2 separate regions of the Mus musculus genome follow, and region 1 is linked to region 2. Evidence: chromatin contacts called from public Micro-C data. All regions are on one chromosome and are shown on one strand. The core of a region is the stretch at or near the end of the contact, and the rest is flanking DNA. Distances in the headings are between cores, read along the strand shown. Region 1 holds the start of Vangl1 (VANGL planar cell polarity 1). Region 2 holds the start of Nhlh2 (nescient helix loop helix 2).

Region 1 (4,940 bases), core at 854-3,353, 190 kb after region 2:
ACTTAGAGAAGAGGCAGGCAACAATAGTGAATTGTTCCAAGCCACACATAACCTCACAAAGAATCCTGCCTTTCGACTCCTACTCATAGGCTCAGTAGAAGGGAGACTGTGTGTGTGTGTGTGTGTGTGTGTGTGTGTGTGTGTGTGTGTTTTGGGGGGGGGGTCACTTTAAGGAGAAAGGAAATTAATCTCAAACAGCCTCCAGCCCAGGTGAGACCTATGATTATTAATCAGCATGATGAGGCCCCCATCCAATCCAAACTACATCAGACGCAATGCAAGGTGTGCCTTTGGGTATACATCAGGGGGATAAAGAGTACTTGGCACACTCAGCACATTAATTCTTCAACAGACGGTTGTCATGGAATTGTTACTTGGTAAGGAAACTTTTCAATTTCCTGTATGGTTTCATCCTATTGCTCAAGAAATAAGACAATAACAACTTTTTTGAGACTTGGCAGGCAGTCTCAAAAATATGACACTCACAAAGTCTTTCATTTTACTTACAAATGAAGTTGCCACCAAGTGACACTGTCAGCAACTGCATCCCTGAAAATTTCACACTGGGAGTTTTGGCTATTCATAGTGGGAGTCGCCAACCTTTAGAAATGCTAAATGCTCCTGGATATTGCTTTGAAATGTAGAATAAAACAGTTTCCTCCCACACATCAAAGCCCCAACCATATCACACTGATTTAATTCAATTCTAAAAACTCTAATTAGTGGTTACATAAAATGGCTAATTATGCCTCCCTGGGCTCCGACGGTTTCTGCCATGGCACTTACAGAGCCTAGGAGCTGTGTAATCAACACGCCCACTAGAAGGAGAAGGCTAATTAGTATTGTTGATTGGTGACATAACTTATAATATTTTTTCAGCAAACCCCGTAAAACGTATAAACACGTCAGTGAAAACACTAGTCTTCACAGCTAACTTTTGGAATTCGCCTGTAAGGGCGCGCGCACTCCTGACCACAGTCCCCTCAAACGGGTTCAAACTAACGCACGCACCAACCACACAACCATGCCAATAAAGACCCCTGCCACCCCTCCATGAACTTCAGAAGGAGCTCATCTTCGCGATCTGGGCATCACACCCGGTTTGGAGACATGAAAATTGAGATTGCCCGGCTCCGACTCTCCTCTCCTCATCACTTAGCCCACCAGGCTACGGCTCCGCCCCCACTCCTGCTTCCACCACCGACGCTTTTAAATTTTTATAAAGCTTCACACTTCTCTGGGCGCGCTGCTCGGGGCAGTTCAATGGCTGCAGGATGAAATAAGGTTCGACTGGTGTCTAAGGCTGCCCGAGTGCGGCGAGGTTGCCCAGGACAGGGACTCCTCCTTTGGCTGGGACTGGCTGCTCGCCTCTGCTCCGCCCCGGCGCTTTTGAAAGTAAACTACCTGCCTGTTGCGCTCCGCGATGCGCAACTGGCCGCGCCCCCCAGGCCTCCCGGGCTGCGGTTTTGTAAGCGAAGTGAGAAACACGAGCCAGCTCCGTTCCTGTGCTGGAAAACCGGCCAGTTGACCCCGGGTCCTGGCGGGGACCCCCATCGCGTTCTGCCCTGCAAGGCGCGTCCAGCCACTGGTTGCCTCCGACACGCCGTCATTCCCTGGCCACCACCCGGCACGCGCACTCAGGGGCGCACTCCGAAGGCCAGACAAGGCAAAGAAGTCCGAGGTAGCGCAGGCTGCCCCAGGACTCCGAGCACTGGAATGGAGCGGAGAGAGCCCGGGGCAGGGATGGAAGGACCCGCGTCTCGGGGAGCTCGACCCGGAGGAACCCAGGGGTCTCCCGGTCCGAGGGCCCGGACCCCAGTCGGACTGCTGGGGAGCAGGGACACCCGCAGTTGGCCTGACCTCCCACCCAGCTCAGTCTCGAGCCGCCGCGCCGCGCCGCGCCCGCCTCTCCCGGGACTCACCCCGGCGCCGGCCCGTCGCGCTCCACGCCCGCGCTCTCGGCTGCAGCGCCCGGGCTCCGCGGCCTGCGCTGGGCTGCAGTGGAGGCACAGCCCCGCCGCGGCCGCTGGTCTCTGCTGCTTTCCGCTTCCTGTCCCGGCGCCGCCCCGCAGCCCCAGCCCAGCCCTGCTAGCCCGGCGCGGCCGCCAGCCAAGAGCTGCGAGCGCTGCGGGCCCCGCTGCCGGCCCGGCCCACCTGCAGCGGAGGGCGGGGCACGGGGACACACACACACACACACACACACACACACACACACACACACACACACACACACGGCCTGGCCAGGGACTGACATCTCCCCTCCCAAGTGGACCCACTAGCACACAGCCTAACAAATCTCATCCTGAACACACACACACACACACACACACACACACACACACACACACACACGGCCTGGCCAGGGACTGACATCTCCCCTCCCAAGTGGACCCACTAGCACACAGCCTAACAAATTTCATCCTGAATTCCTGAATACATGACGCAGGGGTTGATGTCTCTCCACCCAGCACCCCAACATACCCCCAAGATCACACACGCACGCGCACACACACACACACTTACAATTGTGCATAAAATCCAAGCCCTCATTGTTTGCCATCATTAAAAGCTCCAACCCGCATATCCACATGGCTCAAGAACCAATTTCTACCCCTCCCCCAACTCATACATTTTTCAGCACACATAATACACTTAAACTCCAATGTAGCTCAAGAGATGACCCAGCCCGTAACCACCAACGCCCACAGTCCTACAGCAGCTTCTCCCCGCTCCTCTTCTACCAGAGCAGACATGCCTGCCTACTGGAAACTACCAGGAGAGCGCATCTCTGAAGGCAGGGAGCCAAAAGTTCCAGACCGATTGAGACCACTTCCCTCGCTAAGCTTCCTTTCCCTGTCTGGATAGTGGTGAGGACTCTAATGTCCTTGAAGGGTTGAAATTCTAGTATTAGAAAGTGCAGAACAGTTGGCAACTGTTTTTGTGAATATTCTCACCCTTCTTTCTTAGTCGTCATAGAATCCATGCCCAGAATGACAGATCTATAGCTGCCATGACAAAATGCTCCCGCGAAGGCACGCACAGCGGGAAGTGCTGAATCTGCAGTTTGTTTGCAGGAATGCTGGGGGTGATTTGCCTTGCGAAAATGCAGGCTCTTTGTGAAGTAGCCTTGTTTGGGAACCTGTAGCCTCAGGAAGTCCTTACTGTCTGCTTTTTCCTAACTCCTCTATATTCCATTTTCTCCACCATCCAGGCCACGTCCTTCTAAGTACACCCAGATGTTCACGGTGGCAGGACGATGTTCCACACTCCTAGCCTCCAGACTCCAATGACCCCACCATCTGCATGTACCTGAACTGCAGCCTCTAAATGACTCCGGAGAGCAGATCTAGAGTCCAGCATCCCGTTTCCTCGGGTAAATCCAGCTGTCTGCCCGGCATGCTTAGCTGCTAAGGTGGGAAAGCCAAAGAAGTCTGGAAACGGAGTCCCATTCACCTTACCACTTAGAACCTTCACACGTAAAGCAGAGCAAGACATCCCAGTTCAAGTGTGAGGTTCTCCAGGAGTCCTGTGTAATACTAAGACCCACAATGAATTTTCATGGAATGGCATTCCAGCTTGCTCTGGGTGATTTAAGTAACCTTATAATGTGATGCTTCTGAGAGGGGTCAGGGGAGAAGGATAACCCAGAATATTATAAATGATGAGTTCACGTCAAAGTGCTATCTACTATTTGTTTTTACCCCATGAACTAGAGTTTCAGAGTTGAAAAGTTCAACTGAAGGCATTCAGACACTGAGTGGTGGTCCGTGCAACCGAGCGTTGCACTGGATAGAGCGAGCTACCTGTGGCAGAGCTGTTCAGCACTACTAGCCATTCATCTGACATTGACTCCCCCAGCTACACCTTTATCAATAATTCAGGTGACTCCACGGGCACCACCTGCTACTCTCTTGTTTTGCTAATCCGTTTATTTCAAACTGCATAGGGGAAGAGCAACACTATGCATTGGGTTCTTTTCCAAATGTCAACATGCCTACCTTCCATGCGTGCAACAGCAGCTTCCTGGTCTTATATTTTCCGTCCCTCCCTCCTTCCCCCAAGGCTTGTAATGCTCTACCTGCTATGATCCACCCTATCTACCAAGACCCAACAGTTGTATGACAAAACTTTTTCTGGGGAGATGCGACACACACATCTGTTCACCCCAGATAGGGAACCTATGACAGAACAAAGTGTGGATACCACCAAAGTCCAACGTGGTGAACCAATGAGTTTTAGAGAGGCTCCAGGAGCAGAAACGACTCAAAGACAGCTGCATCACCAAGGCGTACCCCAACATGGGTGGCACTTCACAAAGCTGGGAATCTGGAACGCACTGCACATCCTGCAGGCTGCTCAACAGGTTGGAGAGTGTCCTCAGTGGGTCTAAACCTCTTCCAGGCAGCTCAACTGATTTACGATTCTTCCAGGCTGCTGGTCTGGTCTTTGAGTCTTCTTTGCTGTTCCATTTGTCTGAGACCCTTCTTTGCAGCTTGGCTATCTTTCTTTGAGAAGGACTCTCAGCTTTTATTACTTACTCAGGCAGGGAGGGGCTTAGTGAATCCACTTAGTTTCAGGAACTTCCTCAAGCTATTTTGAATTGTGTATCTCCCTGCTTAAGCTTTCCTGAAGGATGGGATGCTTTAATTCCAGTGGAAATTTACATAATACCAACGCAAATCCCCAGCTCCAGAAAGCCTCTAGTTCTCCTGATGAGAATGCAGTCTCTTCCCTGTTTACCACTTCCAAAGTGCTCTGGGCTTTTAAAATTTTGTTCACTTTTGGAGACAGGGTCTCACATAGCCCAGACTGTCCTTGAATTCCTGATCTTGCTCTCTTCACCTCCTGAGTGCTGGAATTACAGGAGAGTGTACCGCCACACCAAGTTGAGTGTGGTAAGAGAGTCTCCTATTTGTAGGTCTGTCCTCTTTTAAACTGGG
Region 2 (4,995 bases), core at 1,567-4,066:
AGGAAACTCCAGTCATTTGCAAGAGAATATACTTACTCCTGACCACTGAGTCCTGTCTCCAGCACCTTATCTTGATCCTTTTTGGGAAAAAAAGAAAGTAACATAGCAGCATGCATAGCATACTGCATAGCCTGTGTTCTTTATTCTCACTTTTCAGATTAGAAAGCTGGGGTCCAAAAAGACTCGGTGACTCCTAGCCAACAGAAGCTATACAGCTAGCCGGTGATGACAGAGAACCTGGCTTTTAAAGTCACTACCTGCCACCCCCTTCTTGCTTTAATGTTATTTAACAATATTCTTACACTTTAAGATATCCTAATCTGTGTGGTGATTAGTGTTTTGTCAGAGATTTGTACAACCGTTGAGTGTCACAGCAAGCTGATGACGGGAGAGAGGTGGTCACTACACACACCTTCAAGAATAGAAGCCATCAAAATGGAAGGCTGGGCATCTGTGAGTGGAAGTGGTTCATTACCAGGTTCCTGGGAACCTCTGTGCACAGGAAGTTATCCTCTGTAAACTTGGTGCATGTAGTGTGTCAAGGTCAGACATGGAGGGGTTGAAGATGTAAGCTACAGACCTTTCCTGAAAATACTCCAGCCTCGTGGGAGAGACAGATATGGAAACCAAGAACCATAGTGTACAATATATAGTCTCTAAGGGGGATAGGAGAAGAGGAGCCATCTGTGCCTGGGATGTCTTAGAAATGGCAAATAGGGAGGGGGATGGGAGCTTTCCCACCAGAGAGAATGTACCTGTGTGGAAACCCATGTTGTGTCTATAATGGCGTGTCTAAGCATAATTGTGTGCGTATCTGGAATGTTTCTACACAGCTTTAGTCGTGTATTAATTTATGAATATGCAGGTTGTCGATGGCCTGGCTATAAAAGCGAATTGGTCTGGACTCACATGCACCATAGCAGAATCAGGCCAGCCATGGTTTGAGCATCCTCTTTCCCATCCAACTCCCAACACGAGGGTGACCAGGGACACGGGCCACTCCTATCCTAGCAGCTGTGCTTTCTAGAGCTCAGGTAACAAAAGCCACCACAGTTTTCAGTCCATCTGCCCAAGCATCTAATTGAGCCAGACAGCTTGTGTGAGCTCTAGATGGTGAGGAGACATGAGTATCTGAGGGTGCGCATCTGTGTGTACATCTCTGTTGTGTGTTAGTGCTTAGTGTTGGCTGCTGCTAGCCAGGCTGGGAAACCTTCCTCTCTCCCACATCGTCACTCCTGGCTCCCACCAGCCCTGCAGGGAAGGGGCTTCTCTGCTTGCCCATCTCTATGCTTGGGGATACCTGGGTTGAGCAGAGGTGAGGCTGAGCAGCACTGGTACCATATTCCCTTCTTTCCCTCTACCCTGCCTATTCTGGCCCATTACCCTCCTGGAGCTGATGTGAACAAAGGCAAACAATATACATCACAGCCATGAGGAACCCAGAGGGCCACTCTCTAGGTGGGTAGCTCTACAGCCCTCCCCTGAGGACAATACCTCTTTATAGGACAAAGGTGATTATGAAGAGAAAGTGAAGGTTCTCCTCTCCACAAAAACTCACCTAGGAACAGGGAGACAGGAGGTTGGCTATTATTCTCTCATTTCCTCTAAGCTTAATCAATCTAAAAAAAAATAGTATTTGGGTGTGATGGTACATGCCTTTAATCCCAACACATGAGAAGCAGAAACAAGCATATCTCTATGAGTTTGAGGTCAGCCTGGTCTCCATGGTGAGGGTCAGGCCAGCCAGGGCTGCATAGTGAGACCTTGTCAAAAATACCAAAAAGAAAGAAAGACAGGAAGGAAGAAAGGAAGGAAGATAGACAGAAAGAAGACAGAATTAGTGGTATCACTGGCAATGTGTAAATAATAGCAAATAATATATAATTGATAGTGACTAACAGTAAATTTCCCTTAATTTTGTAAAACACATAAATTTGGGACTGGAGGTCATCTTAGGCAAAGGCATTGCATGCTAGAATACTTAATATTTACATTTTAGCACAATTACATTGCCACCCAGCTAAATATATTCACTCACGTGTTAGGATGGGCAAGAATAAAGTACTGTCTTTGCACATACTGTGTGTCATATTTTACAGCGAATAATGAACATGAGTAAATGGGTAAAGAAAAAGAAAACCAAACATAACTCAAAAAGTAGAATTATCTAGTGGTCTCTAACTACTTGGATTCTGCTCCTAATTCCACCAATGATTTAAACTAATGTGTCAAACGTCCTTTAAAATATCATCTATTAATAAGCTGGTCTCATAGTAGAACCTTTCTCCAAAACATCCATATGCTTAAATAATCATGATTAAAGCATCCTCTAAAAGACACTTCACTTTACATAAATGTTAGCATTGCCTGTCTGGATCGTTCACCTTAATTACAGTGTCATAGACAGAATATGCTTTCATGTGCCCAGCACAACTATTTTTCTAACTATTGATTTAAAAAAATGCTGGCTCACAAAATGCCAGAGGAATTTTCCATGTTCATATAGTGTCTACTTGCACTTAAATATTGCATCAATAATCTGAAAACAAGGAACCGCCTGTGTGGCCAGACGCTGTAGATGCTATGGCTTCTATCATGGGCTGCTTTCAACTGCTATATTTTATGGCACAGATTCAGTGGGAATCTGATCTGCTAAAATATTTGGGCTGTGAAAACTCCCACACTGTGACAGATGTCAAGTCCAATTAAGTGACTCGTGTCCAGGTTTCTGTCCAATAGGATTTCCCATTAAATATCAATTTAGGGGGAAAAAATTCCATCCCCCTTCTTAAGCCTTTATCTCTTCCACCATCTCCAGGCTAAATCAATTGGTACCAGAAGAGCCAAGAAGCCACACAGGCAGCTGCCTCTCCTCTCTGGCTCTCCCAAGCTCCCCTTTCTCTGCTTCCCTGTCACTGTTACTCCAGAAGACGTCCACTTCTCTCCAATCTCTCTCCAGCATCTCCAAGCTACTGACTATATACATTTCACCACAAGGTAAAGAGGGGAGGGAGTGGGGTAGGGTAGGGGGTGTAACCAAACCTTGAAAGACTTTGAAACTGCAAAATTGGCGTCTGCTTATACAACACAGAAGTAGATGAGGGACAAGACAGAGGCAACCTTAAGCCCTAGTTACTGTATTGTTGTTCCTGGGAACTGGGGAGACACCGGCTGAACAAAGCATTATCTTGAAGAAGAAGAGAAAAATCACTTCTGAGCCCCTTCCATCCCTGACCGCACTTCCCAGTTTCGCCCCAGCCCGATTAAGGGAAGGGAAGGAGTCCTCAAGGAATGGAATTTTATCTTAACCATCTTTCTTATTGATTATTCTGCTATTAGAAAGTGGAGGAATCGTCCCTTTGATGTGATTGTTTTTATCTCAGCATCTCTTTTGTTATTTATACAGCCCTTTGAGTGGGGAGGCGTGAGGTTTCAACACTTCGACTTATAAAGATCAACAACGAATTTTCCTGAAATGTTTAAGAACAGTTAAAAACAAACCAACAAACAAACAAACGGGCGTTTTCAATCCATCAACTAAGTGAACAACCATACACCCGCTAAGACACCGCCGCTCGTTGTGGTGGTCGGCGAGATGACAGCTGCTTTTTCATCTGCGAATGTAATAAATATTGGCTGCTTTTAATATTTGCCAGGATCTCTCCTCCTTGTTTCCTGGAATTTTAACTCTAAAAGATTGACGAAAAGATTATCGACAGGGCTCTTGCAAGGTAAGACATCTTCACGTCTCTTTTTCTTTAGATTAAGTTGAGTCATATTGTATTTTATAGATGTATTCCTCACACATGGTCATAGACTTAAATGCCCACGAGAAATACCATTTATGACTATTTAAATATCTGGAGGATTTAAACGCGTGGGGGGACAGCCCGGGAACTTTTTGTCCGATCTGTAACTATGTCGTGGTTTGCTATGATTTTTCTCCCTGTGTATTTCTACCTCTTCACGCCAACTGCGTAGGTGTGAGTTGTTTCACTTATAAACGTAGAGAAAAGCCTGGGGGGCGGGGGGAGCAGCATGCAGTTCGTTTGGTTCATTTATTGTTATTCTGAGGATCCGTTTTCCTTGCACGGAAAGCTGTTTCTGAGCTCAGGTCTCTCCTGGGCAAATTCGAGGCCAGGAGCCGAACCTACATCCCCTCCCTGGCTTTTGTTTCTCTGAAGCGAGGCTCTTACTCAGGAGCCTTGCCTGTGAGGGGCAAGGCGGGGTACAGAGGTCATAGCCCGGTCGTCCCTCCTGGTGGCGGAGGCCCAAAAGCTCAGCTCAGGCAGGTTTCTATCCCCATCTGCCCACCCAGATCACCCGCAAGCCCAGTGGTTCTCGAAGACGCGAAGGCCCTCGAGCTGCCGGCCCGAGGTGGCTTTTCCAGGAGGGCATCGTCTGGGGAAAGCCCGGCGCAGACACGGGGCCGCGGCCAGGCCTCCCTGGGCCGCCGGTGGGCTGCGGGGCTCCGGTCCCCTAAGCTCACGAACTTCACCCGCACAGATACAGCTTGCGCCCGGGGCGTCCCGCACTGGTGCCTCGGAGTCCATCCCTCTCTGGCCCTCCCCAGCCCCTTCGCCCGCAGCGACCTGGCCGCCTGCGTTTTCCCGGGAGGTAGTCGGCAGACTGCCGGGCATTGTGTGATCCACGTCCCTAGGTCCCCAATGTGTGTGGCAGTCTGCGTGACAGATGGTGCTCCGGGAGAGTATGAGGGCCGAGGAGTCAATTTTCTTTTGAAAGGACCGAACACATGTGTTCGGTCATTTCTTTATTATTTCGGAGAAACGCGGGGAGGGGACGGCAAGAAAGCCTTCCCGGCCTAGGTTCCAGGATGGGGTTCGCCCGCACCCCAGCGTAGCCCAGACCCTCAGGCGCTGGGAGTCTCCAGCTGCCTTGCCCTAGGCCCTCGGGTGGGAAGCACACTCTGCATCTCCATTAAAACCCAGATGCATCCATCCTTCGGGCATCCATCCCTTCGGGATCTTTCCTGTG

The links. A called contact is a pair of places that touch in the nucleus more often than the background predicts.
Region 1: a contact with region 2 is called in a Micro-C map of embryonic stem cells, with 1.7 times the contacts expected there. The contact joins the promoter of Vangl1 here to the promoter of Nhlh2 in region 2. A contact is called at or near these places in 9 of 39 promoter capture datasets (cranial neural crest, epiblast stem cells, frontonasal cranial neural crest and 5 more), 4 of 484 Hi-C or Micro-C datasets (embryonic stem cells and nephron progenitors), 4 of 115 datasets of contacts at active chromatin or transcription factors (embryonic midbrain, embryonic stem cells, forebrain and 1 more) and 1 of 9 other capture datasets (adipose tissue).

The regions. Positions count from the first base shown.
Region 1 is chr3:102,202,590-102,207,529 of GRCm38.p6, forward strand. It overlaps Vangl1 (VANGL planar cell polarity 1), which reads right to left and starts at 2,104. Exons shown (of 8, transcript NM_177545.5): 1 at 1,923-2,104. It overlaps Gm16160 (a long non-coding RNA gene), which reads left to right and starts at 1,251. Exons shown (of 3, transcript XR_375921.3): 1 at 1,251-1,681; 2 at 3,212-4,363.
Region 2 is chr3:102,007,329-102,012,323 of GRCm38.p6, forward strand. It overlaps Nhlh2 (nescient helix loop helix 2), which reads left to right and starts at 2,817. Exons shown (of 3, transcript NM_178777.3): 1 at 2,817-2,997; 2 at 3,407-3,731.